Regions from separate parts of the Mus musculus genome. Here region 1 is linked to region 2. A link is a contact called in public HiCAR-type data. All regions are on one chromosome and are shown on one strand. The core of a region is the stretch at or near the end of the contact, and the rest is flanking DNA. Distances in the headings are between cores, read along the strand shown. Region 1 overlaps Nrxn1 (neurexin I). Region 2 overlaps Nrxn1 (neurexin I).

Region 1 (5,678 bases), core at 1,437-3,936, 190 kb before region 2:
TTCTCCTTCTGTGCTTGGAGCCAACATCTGGAGGGGCCTCGAGGCCTGCCAAGCAGCCAAAGATCCTGGCTCAGTGTTGACTTCGTGTTCCTCTCCGAGAAAAGTGTGTTTCTTCCGATTCTGCTCTCCTACTGCTGGCACCGCGCCGGTGGTACTTTGAAGGTTTTGGTCCTGGGATAGTTGAAGTACCTGTTGGTGCCACAGATGCCCTCACTTAAACATCATCGGATGCAAATGGATCAGTGATCGCTCTTGAGCCTCGGTGGCCCTCTTTTTCAGAACGTTGCCTCCAAAGTGTATCCCCCCTTTGGCCTGGAAGTTCTGCAGCTATCCCATAGGACTGGGGTCTCCGCTTTCCAGTTGGAAGGAGACTACTGGGAGAGAGGAAGGGGCTGCTGGAAGAGAAGAAGAAGGAAAAAAGAGCTGAAGGAGGGTGCGCCCCTCCCACTGCCGCCTCCCCCCTCCCTCCCACTCCTCTGCGGACCCCCATTTCTCTGTGAAGGTGTCCAGGACCGCTTCGACCCTGTCGCCCCCGGCTCCCCCCCGCCGCACCCCAGCCCCGAGCATGGGGACGGCGCTGGTCCAGCGCGGGGGCTGCTGTCTCCTCTGCCTGTCGCTGCTGCTGCTGGGCTGCTGGGCAGAGCTGGGCAGCGGGCTGGAGTTCCCGGGCGCCGAGGGCCAGTGGACGCGCTTCCCCAAGTGGAACGCGTGCTGCGAGAGCGAGATGAGCTTCCAGCTGAAGACGCGCAGTGCCCGCGGCCTCGTGCTCTACTTCGACGACGAGGGCTTCTGCGACTTCCTCGAGCTCATCCTGACGCGCGGCGGCCGCCTGCAGCTCAGCTTCTCCATCTTCTGCGCCGAGCCCGCCACGCTGTTGGCCGACACGCCGGTCAACGACGGCGCCTGGCACAGCGTGCGCATCCGCCGCCAGTTCCGCAACACCACGCTCTACATCGACCGCGCCGAGGCCAAGTGGGTGGAGGTCAAGTCCAAGCGCAGGGACATGACGGTGTTCAGCGGGCTCTTCGTGGGCGGCCTGCCACCCGAACTGCGCGCCGCGGCCCTCAAGCTCACGCTGGCCTCGGTGCGCGAGCGCGAGCCCTTCAAGGGCTGGATCCGTGACGTCCGGGTCAACTCGTCACAGGCCCTGCCGGTGGACGGCGGCGAGGTCAAGCTGGACGACGAGCCTCCCAACAGCGGTGGCGGGAGCCCATGCGAGGCGGGCGAAGAAGGCGAGGGCGGCGTGTGCCTCAACGGGGGCGTGTGCTCCGTGGTCGACGACCAGGCCGTATGCGACTGCTCGAGGACCGGCTTCCGTGGCAAGGACTGCAGCCAAGGTAAGGCCTGCCCGACCCCGCGGAGCCTCGGCCTGGGCTGGGAGGGAGGCCGGTGCATGGGGCCTTCCTCCTCCGGAAGCCTCTGGGTGAAGGCCTGTCCCTCCCCACCATGCTGCCTCCGTCTGCAGCCTCTTAGGGGGCACACCGACTACATCTCCAGAGGGAGGCCGTGTCCATGTGACCTCCTCCCAAAGGACAAAATCCCGCAGCGGAACATTGGCAGGTCCCTGTAAATCCTTTGGCCACTGCCTACCTAAATGGTCCTCTACTGCCCTGTACCATCAGTAGCCATAGTATCCAGACATTGACTATAAGGTTGTTGACAACTGTCCAGAACATGTGTTTGACTGAACATGTGTTTGGTGAGAAAACTAGATGGAGAGTGAGCAGCTGTGGGCTTGCAGTAGAGCTGTCCATATGGTTACTGGTCACAGCACACTCGACAGGCCATAGGGCCCGGGTGCCTTTGCAAATCCAAGACCTGACCCTGGTGTGGAAGAGAGATTTTTTCTTGACGAACAGGAGGCTTTTTAGAAACTATTGTTTCCCATGGTTCTGTCCCAATCCCAAATTTGTCATATTTAAGAAGAATTTTCTGATTTCTTTGGTTTCTTCAAGTGTGAGATAGCTCAGCTACCATTGAGGAATGTTAGAGATGAGACAATGTATTCCTTGATTAACAAGTGCTTGGTAACAAAATAGAACAGTTTATGTGTTGCTGGATCAGGAAGATTAAACAGGATGCATGTGAGCCATGGTAGGAGATTTTTCCAAGGATAGTCAGCTGATGACGTTCATCTAAGTAGCAGAAGTCGAATTGTTTCTGTGGTCCTTAAGGGCTTAAAATAAACAAAGTACATCTAAGCATTATCTTCACCACTTTACATCTAAAATTCTGTTTTCTATGTATCTCTTCCATGTTATTTATTTACTCATTTATTTATTCATTTATTCATTTATTTATTATGACAGTGACCAAGGAAAATATAATTGTATGACTACAGGAAAACCTCTAAACAGAAAGTGGTATTCCTAGGATGAAACATGAATGTGTTAGAGGCTAAGCAGGATGGGTGGCTTGGTACGTTCCATTAGGTAAAATCAGGGCAGCCAGTGCCCTTATAGTTGTAGTGCAAAGATAAATTATTTTTTCTGACTTGAAAAGACTGGGACAAAAAGCTCTGTGTGGCTGTATTTTATTGTGTAATGTATGGTATTGTTTTTGTTTTTCTTGGTTTTGTTTCTTTCTTACTTTTTAAATTTTGGCTGATACTGTTGAGAGAAGCAAGCCTTTGTAATTCTTATTAGACTTGGCAGCTCTCTCTTTTGGCCTTAAAAGAAAGGAAGACATGATGAAATTTGTAACAGCTTAAACAGCAAAGGGACTTAGTTAGAGGGGAAAAATGTTATTCAGGAGTGGTCTGTAGCTTCCATGGGAACAGTGATGGGTTGGCCAAGAATTATTAACTACGCTTTGTTTTCATATGGGTTTGTGTTAGGTATTTTGGTATAAGGAGTTAGAGATGACCCTGTGTCCCACACTATACTTTCAGCTCTGCTGGTGAATTTCCATGAACATAAAATCAGATTTCATGTTTTTAAAAAAATGACACAGAACAATTCTTTTCCTCTACCAAATCTAGCTGACTTGTAAATCATGACTATGATAACTATAAGAGATCAATTCAGTTGTACAACTTGAAGCTGCCTACATTTATACTGATTAATAGAGAATGGCAAATATTATTTTTATGGAAAAAAAATACTTCTCTAGGCATCCTAATTCCACTTTAAATGATAAAGAAGGCAACTTAATGAAATATAACTTTCTTTCTTAAATTAAGAAACAAACATGACACAATGACAGCTTGTACTGTGTGGGAGAGTGTTTTAAATGAATTTTAAAAATATTTCTATGCATTTTAATGTAGGGAACCAAGGATCATGCATAATCAGAAACAGTTAAGAGTGAAGAAAGCCTGCAAAAAAAGTGATGTTAAAAAGAAACAGAAAAAGATGCATCCAAAATACATTTTGTTTTGGCAAAGGCATAGCTATTTCTGTAAGGTGCATGATTTGAAATTAAGAGGAGGAATATTGGGACATTATAATATCTGATGCCTAAGAAAACTCATCCCAAGGAAGTCAGTCCATCAGCATTGTTCTGAACATTCATTCATTTTGAAAATTTAAGCTGAAAGAGAATACACTCACCATGGCAGGAAAACAAAAGGCTGAATTCCTTTCATTGTTAGAGAAATGGGAGGTGGAATGACTATGGCATAGTCTGTCTTCCCAGAAGTATTGGCTTGGCTTGGCTTATTTTCTCTGTTTCATGTATGTCAAGTGACTATTGAATAATTAATTGGAATGGATGCCTCTCCCAACACCAATCATGCATGACAACTGGGGGAGATGATTTCTATTCAGATCAAGTGTAAACAAAGCTCTGTCTGCATTCAGTATTTACCCTGATTACTACGTTCTCTATAAACCCAATTAAAAAACATAAATAAATATTCCTTACAGACCGTGTTCAGGAAATATTACAGTTAAGCTAATATTAAGCACAAAGTTAAAGCATATCAGTCACTACAATCCTTTTATACTTAGTTTTGGAATTTCATTTTATTGTAGTGGCCTTCTATTTGAAACAATTAAGAATAAAAATATGGTAACGATATCTAGTGATAACAATCTGGTTCTATCCTCCCCATCTAGAATGTCTGATATAATCTGTACCTATGACTTCCCAGAATATTTTTGTTGAATGAGTTCTGTTTCATCCTTGCTGTATTTACGTGGCTTAATAAGATTTATTGATTTTTCTACATGATTATGTACTGTTGGAGAGAAAACACCAGAAAAGTTATGCTTTGTGCTCAGGTTAATGACAGAGCCTAGAACAGATCATAATCACCTTATTTCCAAATCATGTTTTTTTTCTCATGTACTAAGTTTTACATCCTTCAGGTTTATTCTCTCTCCCTCTCCCTCTCCCTCTCCCTCTCCCTCTCCCTCTCCCCCTCCCCCTCCCCCCCTCCCCCTCCCCCTCCCTCTCCCCCTCCCCCTCCCACTCCCCCCCCTCTCTCTCTCTCTGTGTGTGTGTGTGTGTGTGTGTATGTGTGTGTGTGTGGTGGGAGGAGGATTAAGGTGTTTTCCAAAGAACAAAGATTCATATAAAACGACCACAGAAACTGATATCTTATGCACCATTGATGTTTCTGACTCTGAACATTAGCCTCAGAACTCAACTACTTAACAATGTCACCCTTCTTGAATGATGGATGCTTATGGGGCACATAGTTTTTTCCATTGGATTATACTCATCTAAGTGCGTCAGTGTCATTATTATTTTATAAGTTCCTACTTAAGCATAGTGATAGATTTCTAGGAGCTTCAAAAACTTAGAGAACTTCATGACCACCAATCTTAAAATTAAGGATAAAATGACAATCAATAAGACAGTAAATTGTATCTGTGATCCCCAGATCTAAGTAAGTTCTAGACATTTTAGGATCACATGTTAAAATTTCAAACTAGGTTGTGATTCTATTTTCTTTCAGTTTTCTTACTTAAATTAATATAAAGACACATTATTGCTTAATATAATTGGGCATGGCAGTGTGGTAAATAAATGTCTTTAGTGAAGTACTGCTTCAATTAGATCTTTTATGTAATTTATTGAAACCAGAGATTTGATGATACATTCATATATGTGATAATACATCTTTCTTTTATATAAAGAATAGATTGACTGCTTTGCACATCCCAGAGCATTAGGCTTATGCAATGTAATAGTGAGTACACTTAGAAGTAGATCTTACCTCATCAGCCATCCTATATTCTACTGAGGAGTCATACTATTATATATTATATATATGTGTGTATGTTTATGAGTCTAAAATAGGGACATATTTATTAAAATGGCTACAAGATGTGTGGAATTTTAAAAGGTGAACCTCATCCACGATCCCCTTGAGGTGTGGTCATTAAACTTAAAGCTGAAGTGTGAGAGGTACTTGCTGGGTAAACATGGAAAGACGTAGTTGAGGGAAACTCAGAGGTACTGAAATCTGTATAGAATGTGGCACAGTCCATGCCACTTGCAGGAGCCCTCTTTGAATGAAACTCTCAGTCCATATTCAAGAACATAGTAGAGACAGGCCTTGCCTAGGTTTGCTGAACTATTCAAATATTTTAAGCTTCATAGACACAAGAATAGAGCACAGGAGATGAAAATGGCAGCCTCAAATTTCTGTTTTACTAATGATATGTTTATGAAACAGATTGAAAGGGGCCAAAGGAAATTAAAACTCAATTATGTTTGTCACTCAGCAG
Region 2 (4,904 bases), core at 1,094-3,593:
TGTTTTATTTTGCAGGAAATTGTAACACTGCTTTCTAGGGTATCTGTATCATTTGCACCCCCAACAGCAATGTGTTCTACCATCTCACACCTTTGCCAACACTCACTGTTATCTGCTCTTATTTAATTTTAATTGTTCTGGTTTTATTAAATTTTGGTCTTAATTTACAATTCTTTGTTGGCATGAATTTCTCCTTTATTCATCTGCTCTCCACATACTCTTCTAATGGAATTATTTTCTGAACTTCATTTGTAAATTGAATTGTCAAATTTCTTTATGTTGAGACTAGGGTGTTCTTTAAGTCATCTGCAGCCAAGTCCTTTGTTTGACTCCTGGATGCAAATGAAAATTATTCAATTTTAATCCCTTTACCAGTTTGATTACTATGTTTTCTTCCCATATTATGTTTGCCATAGAACAAAACAACATATGTTGAATATCTGCCACCAGGGTCCCATATTTGTTTGAGATCTGCATTGATGGGTGACCTTGCTAATTTACTGTGATAGTTTTGTCTTCCCAAAACAACCAATCCCTAAGGTGTCCCATTCCTTATCAAATGATCCTCCTGAAAACTCACAACTTCACCTTTGAGAATGGCTTTGTTTCTTTCTCATGTATCAATCCACATTTCTCTTGCTGGTGGCACCATCCCACTCCTGGCCTCTTTATCCTCATGTTGACCTTTCTTATCATACTGGTATCTCTTATTTTTCTGGAGTTAGTAGGCTTGAGAGTCAAAAATAGTATTATTCTGTCCTCTACCAAAAAATGTCCCACGTTTCCACTACCTAAAACTGGTATCCAAACTCGGAGACCTGTATTGAAGGCCTTCTGCTTTCACTGTCTTGTTTCTTTTATCTACCTATTTATTTATCTGTCATGTCTATTTATTTATCTTTTATCTACCCATGACTATATAAGCACTCAGCTGCATTGATGATGCCCCCATTTTTCCCAGCATAACAGTGCTATGAATAGACACAAAAGAAAAATCTCCTGTTCCAGGAGATGAACCATCTAGTTTATGAATCAAACTGTTTTTGTGGCAATAAAATTCACCCAGCAGCCTAGCTATCTTTTGGAATCTTTTTTTATTTTAGGAAAACAGAAATATAGCCATACTTTCTAATAATATTCTATAATATTTTTGTTCAGTACAGAGAGTCAAACATGTTGACATTAGACAACAAAGTCTCTTGAACATATTCAATGTGGCTCAACTAGTTTAGGCAATGTATATAATTTTATAGCTTCCTAATATATCTGGTATCCATTATTCAATCTTGAGATTGATCTACGCTGTCCCGTGTAGCTCTAGATTGTTCTTCTCACTACAGCATCCTTTCCATTGTGGGCTCATTTTATCAGGTTTCTTGATTTAGACATATACATTTAAGGAGTTTCTGGCTTAGTGATATTAGAACCCACATTGCCATGAACACTTTAATGTATAGAATTTTGTGAGCGTATGTAATTTTTTCCACCCTGTGCTTAGGAAAGGAAAACCTAAAATATGGTGTAGGCTGTTCATGAGCTTCTGTGAAGGCTACCAGATGTCAAAAGTGGTGGATTTAATGTAAAATTTAAAAGACCTCTTACAGGAATCTCGTTTGAAAATGGATATATCTTAATGTTAAGTGAACTAAACAGATAAAATTAGAAAGAGACTCTAGGTCACCAAGTCCTGACAGAACAGGCAGTGTTGTTTTCTTGCAATTACAAAGTGGCCAGGGTGTAGGTGGCTTGTGCGGAAATGAGTGTGTTTAAAGACTAAGGTACTGAGCCCAGCTTCTGTACAATAGGTAGTATGTGAAGCAATTCAGCCTAAATTTATTTATTTACTTGTTTGTTTTTTATTTGTCATTTAAAAACATCTGCCTATGGTTTCAAGTGTTTTTAAATTAGCTTAGTTTTGAGTGGGTGCTAATAAAACTACTGTGTGTGACAAGTGATAATAAAGTCCTTGTGTCCTGTTGGCATGTGGATGAGAGTTTATATTATTCAATGGAGAGAATGGGCTTTGTTCATTTTAACAAAATACTTCTCCAAGGCAGTTTGAACCTGCCTCGCTCTCACTGTTAAACCACTGAACTGCCTCAAAATTCCTTTTTACTAGCCTAGATAATTTCTCATAATCCTTACCTGTACATATTTGTAGCTGAACATATTGGAGAGCATAAACAAAAAGGAGCTACTTTTTCCAGTAATGGAGTACAAACCCAGACAATAGTCTGTGCCAATTAGGAGAATCTACAAACAGCTGCTGTGTTCTCAGAGCTCTCAGCACTGCCGCCAACAACTTTCAGAAGAAATGAGCTCATTTTTTCCCTCAGCAGGCAGTATTCTCTTGGTTCCTGTGTGGCCTCCCCTGTAGCAAGTAGCACAGGCTCACATTGTGAGCCTTGCTACTGGCAGACTAAGAAGGTACACAGAACACATTTAATTGGGTTCATTCAGACTCTTGAATCTGAAAACTAAAAGGGTCTGTAAGGAAAAGTTCCATATTATATTACTAAAATTTTAATGAATTTTATAAATGCAAACACAAATTTAGATACAGAAGCCAATAATTTATTAGAGGATGGAAATCTAAAAAGCCCTGCAAAGAGTTTCTTCTCATATATATTTACAGATAGCCTGAGGGTCACCTTTATTGATTTTTAAGAATAATGCCTTTTGGAATAAGTATAGAAGCATATTTTCCCAAAGTGTTTATGAACATACTTGCTATTTGTTTTAATAGTGAGCTAACAAATACTGTCTTTAAAAGAAATGTAGGTGCTATAAATAAATTAAAGCCAAATCTTAAATCTTGACCTTCATGAAATGAGGCACAGAATGGGAAAGTGATAATTGTCTGTTTTCCCTGTAACCATAGCTGTCAAACTGACTTCATGCAGGCACTAGCCTCAGCAGCTTCTTGGAGAATGCTTGGCATTCTTAGCTGAATAAACTGTTACCGAAGTCACTATATGCCAAATCCAGTGACCACTCTTCAGTCTTCATTGTATTTAGTTTGACAAGTCACATAGCTCACAATTTCCCTTTCTTCATGTACTCTTCAATATGTAATTTCTATACTAGCCTTAGACTTTTAGCTGGTTGCTGTAGGGAAGATCTGCAAAGCTGTCTACTGGTATCTGTCACAGAGCAGTCTTGGCTGTGAATTTCTTTTAGGTCTATATTCCATGAATCACAATTGTACAACTGACCCTGCTCCATAGAGAGAGCTCAAGTTGATGTATCTAAACACACAGCTGACATTCCCACAAGAATGTCTTAAGATGCATCTCAGTTTTCAAAATGCCCATCTTTCATTTCCAAATCAGCAGATACTATTAACTTTTATCCCCAGGCTCAAAGTAAATGCCTAGGATTCTAAGCTGGAGAGATGGCTCTAAGGTTAGGAGCACTTGCTTCTTCAGAGGATACAGGGTTGGTTTCAGTACCCAAGTGGTAGTTGACAGTTGTCCATAATTCTAGCTGGAAGAGACCTAATGTCCTCTTCTGACATCGTTGAGCAAAAGGCATGTGTATGGTACACCTATACTCATGCAAAGAACATTCATCCACATAAAATTAAATATGTAGATTTTTAAAAACTAGAATTCATCCTGGATTTCCTGACACACACCTGGAAAATGTCTGTATGCACATATATCCAGCTATTGAACATTGTATAGTTAAGTCTACACACAAACACTTTCCAATTGGTTTGGTCTTTCCATCATCATAGCTTTTGCAGGAATCAGACACTACCACCTGTTAGCAATATAGCTAGAACAGTCACCTAATCTTATCTCCAGCCAAGTTGTTCAGTCTCATCTTCCCATGCCTCCTGCTTGTTGTGGGGACCCAGGTCTCCCCATACCTCCTGCTTATTATGAGGACCCAGGTCTCCCCATACCTCCTGCTTATTATGGGGACACAGGTCTTCCCATACCTTATGCTTGTCATAGGTCCCAGTCTTTCTGACAAGATTTCTGTTTCTTATGTATTGTTCCTATTCAGAAATTTCCTGGGGTTTTTTTTTTCTGTTTATAAAATTGTCTCCAAACAGAATGTAACTATCTCAAATCAAATAGTAACTTTTTCACCTGGATATTCTATAATCCATCTCAACTCTTCCACTATTTTTCTGTAAATAGTGTCAGATCACATAGATATAGGGCTTAAAGCCAAAACACTAACCCCACACACACACTTCAGAAACCAGTGAAATCTGTGCTTACACTCAATTATCTATAAATCAAGGTTTCCATGGCCCCCACTTGGGTTGGAATAATTTACTAAAGTGGTTCATGAAACTCAGGAAAATAACTTACTCGTTTTGTTTTGAAGAACCACTGCAAAGAATACCAACAGCCAGATGAAGAGATGGGCAGAGAGAAAAAGCACTGAAGTTCTACTCACTTTATAGATAAGTCCTCACCATGTGCCAGGTGCCCTGAAATTCTGATAATACAGTTTTAGGGTGAGTTTTGTTATCTAACTATGGTTGGCTAAATAATGTGCATGACTGATCAACTTAAACTCCAGTATCTCTACCTTTAGGGGAAAGATGAAAGTCCCAAATTCTCATCACACCTAAAAATTTTGATTGGCCAACTACCATATTGCAGCTACTTAGGCACAACCCCACCATTCATTAGCATACAAGAAATATCATTTCACTCTTTATTCCAGACTCCAAAGGCTTTTTTTTTAATTTTATGTTAGAAAATGTGGATGAAGAACAAGTGTGTGTGTGTGTCTGTGTGTCTGTGCCTGTGTCTGTGTGTGTTTGTATACTTGTAACATATAAATTAAGCCCACAATGGGTCAGTTAATTTTACCAAGTGAATCAATGAACTATCAGTATACTGGGATTACCTAGAGGAAATATTGGCAAATTATAGAAT

Evidence for each region. HiCAR-type assays count read pairs that join an accessible place to other places.
Region 1: a HiCAR-type map of astrocytes shows a contact between it and region 2, with 10 times the contacts expected there. The contact joins two enhancer-like sites. A contact is called at or near these places in 2 of 484 Hi-C or Micro-C datasets (brain and cerebral cortex) and 4 of 115 datasets of contacts at active chromatin or transcription factors (astrocytes, bone marrow-derived dendritic cells and neural progenitor cells).

What each region holds. Positions count from the first base shown.
Region 1 is chr17:91,083,614-91,089,291 of GRCm38.p6, reverse strand. It overlaps Nrxn1 (neurexin I), which reads left to right. Exons shown (of 23, transcript NM_020252.3): 2 at 1-1,337. The coding sequence starts at 566. Among named protein-coding and RNA genes, the nearest start is that of Nrxn1, 6.3 kb to the left of the region's middle. Within about 2 kb of position 2,686, at least 17 of the 459 cell types and tissues checked have an H3K27ac peak or open chromatin away from gene starts, as enhancers often do. A contact at or near this core is called in astrocytes and neural progenitor cells, where this site is marked.
Region 2 is chr17:90,889,915-90,894,818 of GRCm38.p6, reverse strand. The region is part of intron 5 of Nrxn1 (neurexin I); the gene reads left to right. Among named protein-coding and RNA genes, the nearest start is that of 4930480K15Rik, 31 kb to the right of the region's middle. Within about 2 kb of position 2,343, at least 71 of the 459 cell types and tissues checked have an H3K27ac peak or open chromatin away from gene starts, as enhancers often do. A contact at or near this core is called in astrocytes and neural progenitor cells, where this site is marked.